Regions from separate parts of the Mus musculus genome. Here regions 1 and 2 are each linked to region 3. Evidence: chromatin contacts called from public HiChIP or PLAC-seq data. All regions are on one chromosome and are shown on one strand. The core of a region is the stretch at or near the end of the contact, and the rest is flanking DNA. Distances in the headings are between cores, read along the strand shown.

Evidence for each region. HiChIP or PLAC-seq counts read pairs in DNA pulled down with a chosen protein or histone mark.
Region 1: a FOXA1 HiChIP or PLAC-seq map of pancreatic cancer cells shows a contact between it and region 3. The contact joins two enhancer-like sites. A contact is called at or near these places in 1 of 15 datasets of contacts at CTCF or cohesin (the NIH/3T3 cell line) and 2 of 115 datasets of contacts at active chromatin or transcription factors (embryonic stem cells and pancreatic cancer cells).
Region 2: a FOXA1 HiChIP or PLAC-seq map of pancreatic cancer cells shows a contact between it and region 3. The contact joins two enhancer-like sites. A contact is called at or near these places in 1 of 39 promoter capture datasets (the C10 cell line) and 3 of 115 datasets of contacts at active chromatin or transcription factors (embryonic stem cells, memory CD8 T cells and pancreatic cancer cells).

The regions. Positions count from the first base shown.
Region 1 is chr15:85,406,180-85,408,879 of GRCm38.p6, forward strand. All of the region lies in intron 9 of Atxn10 (ataxin 10), which reads left to right. Among named protein-coding and RNA genes, the nearest start is that of Gm23517, 56 kb to the left of the region's middle. Within about 2 kb of position 1,367, at least 46 of the 459 cell types and tissues checked have an H3K27ac peak or open chromatin away from gene starts, as enhancers often do. A contact at or near this core is called in the NIH/3T3 cell line and pancreatic cancer cells, where this site is marked.
Region 2 is chr15:86,013,951-86,016,807 of GRCm38.p6, forward strand. All of the region lies in intron 1 of Celsr1 (cadherin, EGF LAG seven-pass G-type receptor 1), which reads right to left. Among named protein-coding and RNA genes, the nearest start is that of Celsr1, 18 kb to the right of the region's middle. Within about 2 kb of position 1,316, at least 76 of the 459 cell types and tissues checked have an H3K27ac peak or open chromatin away from gene starts, as enhancers often do. A contact at or near this core is called in pancreatic cancer cells, where this site is marked.
Region 3 is chr15:85,669,576-85,672,430 of GRCm38.p6, forward strand. No RefSeq gene overlaps it. Among named protein-coding and RNA genes, the nearest start is that of Lncppara, 33 kb to the right of the region's middle. Within about 2 kb of position 1,551, at least 212 of the 459 cell types and tissues checked have an H3K27ac peak or open chromatin away from gene starts, as enhancers often do. A contact at or near this core is called in the NIH/3T3 cell line and pancreatic cancer cells, where this site is marked.

The sequences.
Region 1 (2,700 bases), core at 117-2,616, 260 kb before region 3:
TTCAGGAAAAGTATTAACTTAGATACTCAGATGGGAAAAACAGACATGTTGAGCCTTAGTCAAGAGCTTGCAAAGGCTAGCTGCTTCCACACTGGACATCTGTAGCATCAGTGCCAGCAGCAGAGTGAGCACTGTGCAGTCCTTACACTGTGCCTGGCACCCCTTTGAGCCCTTGCTTTTATCAGTGTATTTATCTTCGTGATACTTTTTGAAAGTGGACACTGTTATCCCATCTTCATTTGCAAACTCAGGTATGTGGACATTAAATAACTTGCCTGGGTCTCATAGAATCAGTGGTAGAGAGCACCAGAATCTTGCCAGACACATTCTCAGTTTCCTTATCTGCTCAGCCCTGGCATGACCACGGCTTAGGAATTGTCACTGGGGCACCTAGTTATCCAGGGCTGTTTCTCTTAGGGTTTTCTATGGTGTGATCATAGGATTGATTTATATCTGCAAATGTATGTGGGATAACCCATATCTTTCAAGTATGAGAGTTATAGTGGCTTTTGTAAATTAAGCATGAATTCCCTTGGTTTTCCAGATTATTTTAAGTTAAGTAATATGGAATGCAGTCTTGAAACATTGATCTTTCCAAAAAAGAAACATTGATAAAAAGAAAATTAATATATCAACATATTCCACAAACAGAGTAGACAGTTGTTTTTAATCACTTAAGGAAAAAGAACTAAAATAAGCACATAAAACAATTGTGACAGAATGGCAGGCATTTCCTAAGCTGCTTCCAGCTTCTGTTTGTAGTTTTCTGACTCAGGTGGCTTTGAGGCCCCTCTGAGAGGTGCCCATTACTGTGCGAATGGAGCCTCTCACAGTTTATCTGTGTGTGTGTGTGTGGGGGGGGAGATTCTTCTGTCAGTAGAGTTGCTTATATTTCTTGTGTCAGTGACATCTTACATCACACATCCTGCCACAGGCTCCATTTAGCTCATGCTACTCTTGGACATTTCATTAATTTGTTTAATGCACAAATAATTTCTGGGAATGATTCATTGCTATTTGCTTAGTAGTATAACTAGTGACAATGTCAAATTTACCTGCTGGAAAAATCCAGGAGGAAATGTTTAAATTAAGTCAGTGGCCTGCAGAGTTGGGGACAAGAGGAGGGGTCTGAGCTAAGATTCATTTTCTTTAGTCCTGAACCTGTGATCTGTGGCTGAGGCTGCAAGAGGACGGATCAACCTGAGGAATGGAGTCCGGGAGAGAATTTCCAATGTCCCCAGGACACCTGGGGCCTCCTCCACACAGTTGTGAGTGACTGTCCTTCCTAGCTGCAGCCTAGGACAGCCAGCCAGAGGGACTGTGGAGGAGGAAGGCTGGGGAAGGCTGAGTTGCCTGTGGTTGAAGGGTGTTGACAGGAAAAGTCTGACTAGTAGGCTAGGCAGGCCACAGGATTAGGGAGGGGAGGGAGAGCATGCTGCTTACCTGCTATGATTTCAGCTCTGGAAACCTTGAGTAGTTGCCTCTGCTCTCCCTCAGCCTTAGAGGAGATCAGCAGAAACTTCGCACTAGTTGGTTTTAAACTCCCTAACTCCCTGCCTTCCATATTGCTCCCTCTCCCCTGGGAACAGCTGGTTCATTGGGCATCCTGACCTGAATTCAAAAGTCTGCTGTTGCCCCTTTTGGCTCCTAGAAGTGGGGAGTAGAGGATGATTTGTTGAGAACTTGAAGAGTGTTAGAAAAAAATCATTTTTGTCCCTTTAAAATATCGTTTTTAATACTGAGAAATCATTTCTAGCCATTTTAGAAGATTAAATAGCAATCTGGCAAAATGGCTCGGTGTGTAAGGTACTTGTTACATGCCTAATGACCTGAGTTCAGTCCTCAGAACCACCTGATAGGGAAGGTGAGACTGGACTCTGACAAGCCATCATCTGACCTTTACATGCTCCAATGGCAGACATGCAAGCATCTACATGCGCATAATAAAATATATTTCAAAAAATAAGAGAGTAGTCATGCATTTGTAATGGCTAATCTTGGTTGTCATTTTAGCACTCCTGGTAAAGGGACCCTGAATGTGCAGTTGTCTCCTTCAGATTGGTCTATGGGCATTTCTGTGAGGTATTTTCTTGGTTGTTTATTGATGTAGGAAGGCCCAGCCCACTTAGCAGTGCCATCTCTAGGCGGATGGGCCTGAGTTAAATAAAAAGGTGGCTGAACTTGAATCTGAAGAACAAGCCAGTGAGCAGCATTCCTCTGTGGTCCCTCCTGTAGTTTCTGTCTTTGTGAGCCCCTGCCCTGGCTTCTTTGGATCATGGACTGTAACTTGTAAGGTGACATGAACCCTTTCCCCTCAAGTTGTTTCGGTTATGGTATTTGTCACCGCAACAGGAATCAGACTAGGTCAGAGCATCAATAGAAAGTACAGAAGAATCCCCTTGGGTTACTTGGTGCTTGGTACTCTTTTTGAGTTATTCTTTGCTAGTAATTGTACATATGATTCAGCTTAAATTTACTAGGAAAATAAGCTCTGGCTCCACAAATCTTCAAATATTATCTTCAAATAATCTCATCATTTTAGCCTACACTGAGATAATTTCTACTGTGTCTACAATTTATTAATTTTGTTGAATTTGTAAAAAAGGAACAAAGTTTCGCCTTTGTGATAGACACACAAATTCAAATTTCAGTTGATACTTACCAGTGTGTATAGCAGTGACCGACATAGTGACACATTGC
Region 2 (2,857 bases), core at 66-2,565, 340 kb after region 3:
CCCACCCCCACCCCCAGGCTTTTAAATCCCAACTGCAACCATTCGGTTTATCACAGCATCTTAGCTCTCCCAAATAGCACGCTGTGAACGAACCTCTCCTCCTGTACCAATAAAGCTATTGATAAAACTATTGTTATCTTTCTTGTCCCTGGAATTCGGGCTAAACACCTACAGCATGGAGAACCACAGGAAGGCAGGCCACAAGAAGCCCAGGGCAAGTATGAAGACTGACTACACAGCTCCCTCAGGGCTCCTGAAGGGGCCTCAGGCGGAATGCCCTAATGGGGAGAGGTACTGAGAGCAGGTATGGAGGATCAACGGCAGCAGGGGAACCCCCTAGGTATAGTGACTCCAGGATGAGGTGACATGCACAAAACATATGCCATCTCTGAGAGCAATTCTCAGATAATCACTGGTCTCGGCTCACTGTTCAGCCCAGCGCAAACAGGACTGTCCTCTGCCGGGAAACGTTAAGACAGTCACTTGTGACTTTCTCCTTGTATCCTGCTAACTCCAGGAGGGACATCGACTCACCCTCTAGGCCTCGAGCCCCCCCCCCAATGCAGCTCCTCTTCTGGCCTCTATGGGCACTGCACACACGTGGTGCACATACATACATGCAGGCAAACACATATACACATAAAATAAAAAGAAATAAACTTTAAAGGGGGTGGGGGTGGTGCTGAGTGACCTCCTCAAGCACCATCCAAACTGAGGTCTGAGGTCCCCTCCACAGCTGCCTCTCCGAATTATAGCATTCAGGCCAGGCAGCCCGAGAGGAATCTGGAATTCAGTACTGCAACAGGGCCTGGGACTATAAGAGGGAATAACAGCTACTCCTCTGCCTAGGAGACACCCAAGGGGAGAAAAGCATCTGTGATTCTACGTGGAGACTTAAAACCCAGGTTCAAATCCATCCTCACCTAGGGCCCCTGAGGACCCCCAAGGTGTCCGATGAAACAGAAATCACATACAGCAAAGTCGGGGAAGCCAGCACCCCTCAAGCTACGGCTGGAGAATGTGAACAATCTCCAAGAGGCAAGATCAACTTGATACTGCCCATGGGCCGTTGTCTGCCCTGCTGAGGGGCCAGACCCACGGTACACACCACGCGTGGGCATTCAAACTTCATCTGCATAAAGAGTTTCCCAATAAACCGAAGCTCACTGACGCCCACTTGGAATAACAATGACCATGTAAGCTGTGAAGTATTGTTTATAACTCGTAATCTGCTGACTCCTCTCCATGTTTGTTTATAGTCCTCTGGCAGTGCTCCAGGCTGAGAAAATGGCAAGGCTGATGTACTGGCTGGTTTGGGGTGTCAACTAGACACAGGCTGGACTTATCACAGAGAAAGGAGCTTCAGTTGGGGAGACGCCTTCAAGAGATCCAACTGTAAGGCATTTTCTCAATTAGTGATCAAAGGGGAAAGGCCCCTTGTGGGTGGGACCATCTCTGGGCTGGTTGTCTTGGGTTCTATAAGAGAGCAAGCCAGGGGAGGCAAGCCAATAAAGAACATCCCTCCATGGCCTCTGCATCAGCTCCTGCTTTCTGACCTGCTTGAATTCCAGTCCTGCATCCTTTGGTGATCAACAGCAGTATGGAAATGTAAGCCGAATAAACCCTTTCCTCCCCAACTGCTTCTTGGTCATGATGTTTGTGCAGGAATAGAAACCCTGACTAAGACAGCTGAGATCACCCCACAAACGGGACCATAGGTCTCTCTTTACCCAATGGGCCCTGAGCAGCTTGGTTTGGGGAGTGAATGTCTGCAGTGCCCACTCTCAGACCCAAGAGGCATAGGCAGGCATCTGGTGGGAGTCCCCCAAGGGCTCAGGATAAGGACACTGAAGGCTCCTGAGGCCAGGGCTTTTTGACTGCTTTTAGTGAGCCCCCACCTCTATCATAGCCACCTGCCACCAACATATAAGGAGCTAGGTCCAAGGTCCACCCTTTGGGGAGGCCAAGGCTGTGCCTCTCTGGCTGCCAGGCAGCCTGACCTAGCACAGTGGAGGTGGGAGGCAGTGTGATAAGGGACACGGTGTAATGTCACCGCAACAGTATCTGTATGTCATCAGGCAGCGCCTGCCAGAAGACAGAAACAATGGCGTTCCCAGCTCCTTCTCAGGACAGACTGACTCCATGGTCCATCCTCCCTAGGTCAGAGGTCAGCCAAACCTCTGCAAGAGAGTCTGTGCTCAGATCAGCCGCATCCCGGGCCTCAGCTCATACCTCAGCCTTGCAAGAAGAAGCGTTTCTGAATGAACTTCCTGCCTCACCCACCTCACTGAGTCATCCCCTTCCCCCCACACACACACCCCCACAGCATGTTACAGCAAGAAAACCCCGGAGGCTCCCCCTCACCCAGGGAGTGTTGCCTGCGCCCTAGCAATCCTGCCCTCAGACTCGGGGGTGGACACCCTAGACCTACTCCAAGCCTCCTGGCATCTACTCTAAACCCCACATCTGCCCAGGCGGCTGGCTCTGTCCTGAGCCCCACCCTCCCCAACTTCGGTAGCCTTTCAAGATAGCGCCCACTTAGCTGCTGCTCTGGATGATACTAGGAGGGCAGGTCCAAGGACAGGTTCCTGACACACAAGATGGGCAGAGAACTGTTTTATTTTGCCAGTCAATCCTCTGGCCAGACAGTGATACAAACTCCCAGGCCTCTGCCTAGCCACTGTTGGCCTTCACCTGAACCTCAGTAGGGGGCTGGGCAGCTAGGACCACACACTGCTGGTCCCAGAGTTTATTCTGGCAGATATTCCCAAATCATATCGCCGTGGGTGCATCACTGAGATAAGAAACATGTTCATCCCAAGCACAAACTCTATTATGTCTTTAGATAGAACATAAG
Region 3 (2,855 bases), core at 301-2,800:
TTTCCTGGGAAGCGGGACACACGAGGAACTTTTGAATTTACCAATGGCATAAAAAAATTATATTTTTTATTACAACGAGCAAGTTTCAATTGGTTGACAGAAATGGCGAGATATGACGTCAAAGGACACTGGTTAGAATGCCAAGGCCAGTGGGGAGGAGGAGGGGGGAGACAGGCACAGAGATTGTGGGATGGGCCCTGGAGGCCTTGTTCTCTCTGGCCCTGGTCGTCAACGGGCTATCATACACCTCCAGAACCAGCCAGGTCCAAGTGGCTGTGATCCAGAGCATGTCTGGACAGGAGGAGGGAATCCAAGTCTAGGGACCCTGTGTTCACATGTGTCTCTGAGAGCCTGAGGCCCAGGCTGGCCTGTGTTTGGAAAACGCTTGTGCGCGCCAGTGAAGCGATCTGAAAGACGCTGCGGCCTCCTTGGCATTCTAACCAATAACCAGGTCCTGGAGCCCAGCCGTCCCATTCCCCCTTTTAGGGGCCCGGGGTGGCCTGGAGCCAGCAGTGTCGCTGAAGGGCTGAGAGCAAAGCCATGGCCTTGAACTACCCTCGCAGCTCCCGTGCCCCAGTCCTAATAGCAGGAAGTTGTTTCCAGCGGGAAAGGAGCGAGCCTGGAGGTGGGCACCAGCTCTGGGCAACATGCCTCCGCGAATCCCATGCCTTCCCAGGCACCTTGCACGGCCCCTTTGCATGCTCAGTTCTGTGCATTACTTCCCATACCCATTCGAGAGGTTGTGTGCTCTCCCTGCCGTACCCCGCTGGGCACCGCGCCCCTTGCTCCGTTGGACTGGCTGGGTCGCCCATGCGCGCGCCCTTCCTGCGGGAAGCCACTGCCACTATCGGGCCCACAACGTTGTCTCAGTACGCTATCTAGAGCTCCGTGACCCTGGCGGCTGTCCTCTGCGCGTACCAGGCTGCGGGCGGGCAGAGGGGGATCCTGTAGACCGAGGGTCCCAATCGGCCCCGAGCGTGCACGCGCGTCCCGGTACTGCCCGCAATCATGGCAGCCAGAGCCTTGGAGCGCAGCCGCGGAGCGCGCCCGGGCAGCCGCCTCCGTGCCAAGGCGGCGCGGGTGGCGCGGGCAGCGCGGGCAGGGGACGCGCTCCTGCTCAGCCCTCCCCGCTGCGTTGGCCCCGGGGCTCTACCGGTGGGTCTCCGCGGTGCGGTGCCCAGTGGGGTGGGCGCGCGAAGGCGACGGGCGGGGCCGCGGGGCGGGCGCGCGCAAGCGGGGAGCGCCCGGGGCGGCGTGCCTGCGGGGGCGCGCACGCGGAGCTGCGGGGCCAGGCGCGGGGCCGGGGCGGCGAATCCGCAGCTCCCGCCGCCCTCCCAGCCCAAGCGCGCCCGTCTGGGTGGGGGCCGCCCGGGAGGGGCGGCGCCCGGACGCACGGGCCCGCAGCGGGCACAGCGGCCTCGTTGGTATTCCGGGCGCGTTCGCAACCCTGACCTCCCCGCGGAGCAGGGGTGCCCGGGTGCTCGGGCACGGCCGCCGCCACCGCCCCCGGGCGGTCTCCCCAGGACGCAGGGCGCGCGGGCGCCTCGCTTCCCTCGTCCCCTCCTCCCCGGTCCCCCGTGCCCCCTCCCCCGCCCCGATCCGGCGGCGAAGGGGTGGGCAGGGAAACGCGCTCTCTGGGACAGGTGCCAACTCCGAGACAAAAGACATAAAATAGGCGGCAACGGGGGAAGCGCGGCCAGCGCGCTCGGGCGGGGACCGCGGCGCCGCGGGGGCCGCATCCTCGGTGCGGGCCGGGGAAAGTTTGGGAAGTCGGTGCGGCCGCTCTGCAGCGGCGGGGGACGCGCGGCCCAGGCCGCCCTCCGAGCCGCGCTCGTCCTCTCCGCGCCGCTGCTGAATAATTCATGGCGCGCCCGCCGGCCATTAGCATGCACCGGGCGCGCGGCGCGTCTGTGCCAAGCCACCGCTGCATTCGGAGCCCGGGCAGCGCCAGACGAGTGGCCCGCTCCGTCCCGGTGCCCTCCGGCCGCCCCCGGTGGCTCTCACCGTGGCCACGCTCGCGCCCTGGGCCGCTGGGTCCCGAGCCCGCCCGACGGCCAGGCTCTGAGCGTCCGGGCCCGCTGCGCCCGCCTGGCCGCTCCGGGATGCACGTGAACTTGGAGAAAGTCACGGAGCACGCCGGCCCGGTCCTCCGCGGCAGGGCGTGGGCGCACGCGGGCCCGCACACTCTCGTTGGCGTCCGGGACAAAGGTCTCCAGTGGCGCCAGCCGTGGACGCGTGACTCGATCCTTCGGGCCACTCTTGCGTGGTGGGTCGTTGGATGTAAGACTGCAGAAGCCCGGAGAGCGGTGGGTCCCGGGTTTGGGGCCTCGCCGTAAGCTGGCCAGAGGCCGTCCCACCCTGCGAAGAGTTGCGGGAGCGGCTCCGCACTGCCCTCGGCTGTTTCTGCGCGCCCAGGAGCCCAACGCAAGTCACCCCGGACTCCAGCCAGCGGCCGCGGGCATGCCAGCGCAGCGCTAGCGGCGGCCAAGACGTGGTCTGGCAGGGCGGTGGACGTGTGCGCCGCGGGCATGATCAAGGTTGGAGAGGTAAGAGCCTTTTTCACTTTAGCTCCTTAGCATTTAAATATTTAATGGGCAGATTTCTAAGAGGGGTCCTACTGCAGGGATCTTTCAGAGTCGGGGACACATTCCAGGTAGGTTGCTCTCGAACCCAAAGCCAGGCAGCTTGCAGAGAACACCACACTGTCCTCCATCCGGAACTTGGGATTTGTGAAACACAGTTTCTGATCTCAGGTGTAGGGTCTGCTAGCCTTGTAGAGATTTTATCGAGCGTATAAAATATTATAGCAGACATTTTAAACAATAGAAAAGAGAAAACATCTGTTGGGGGGGGTG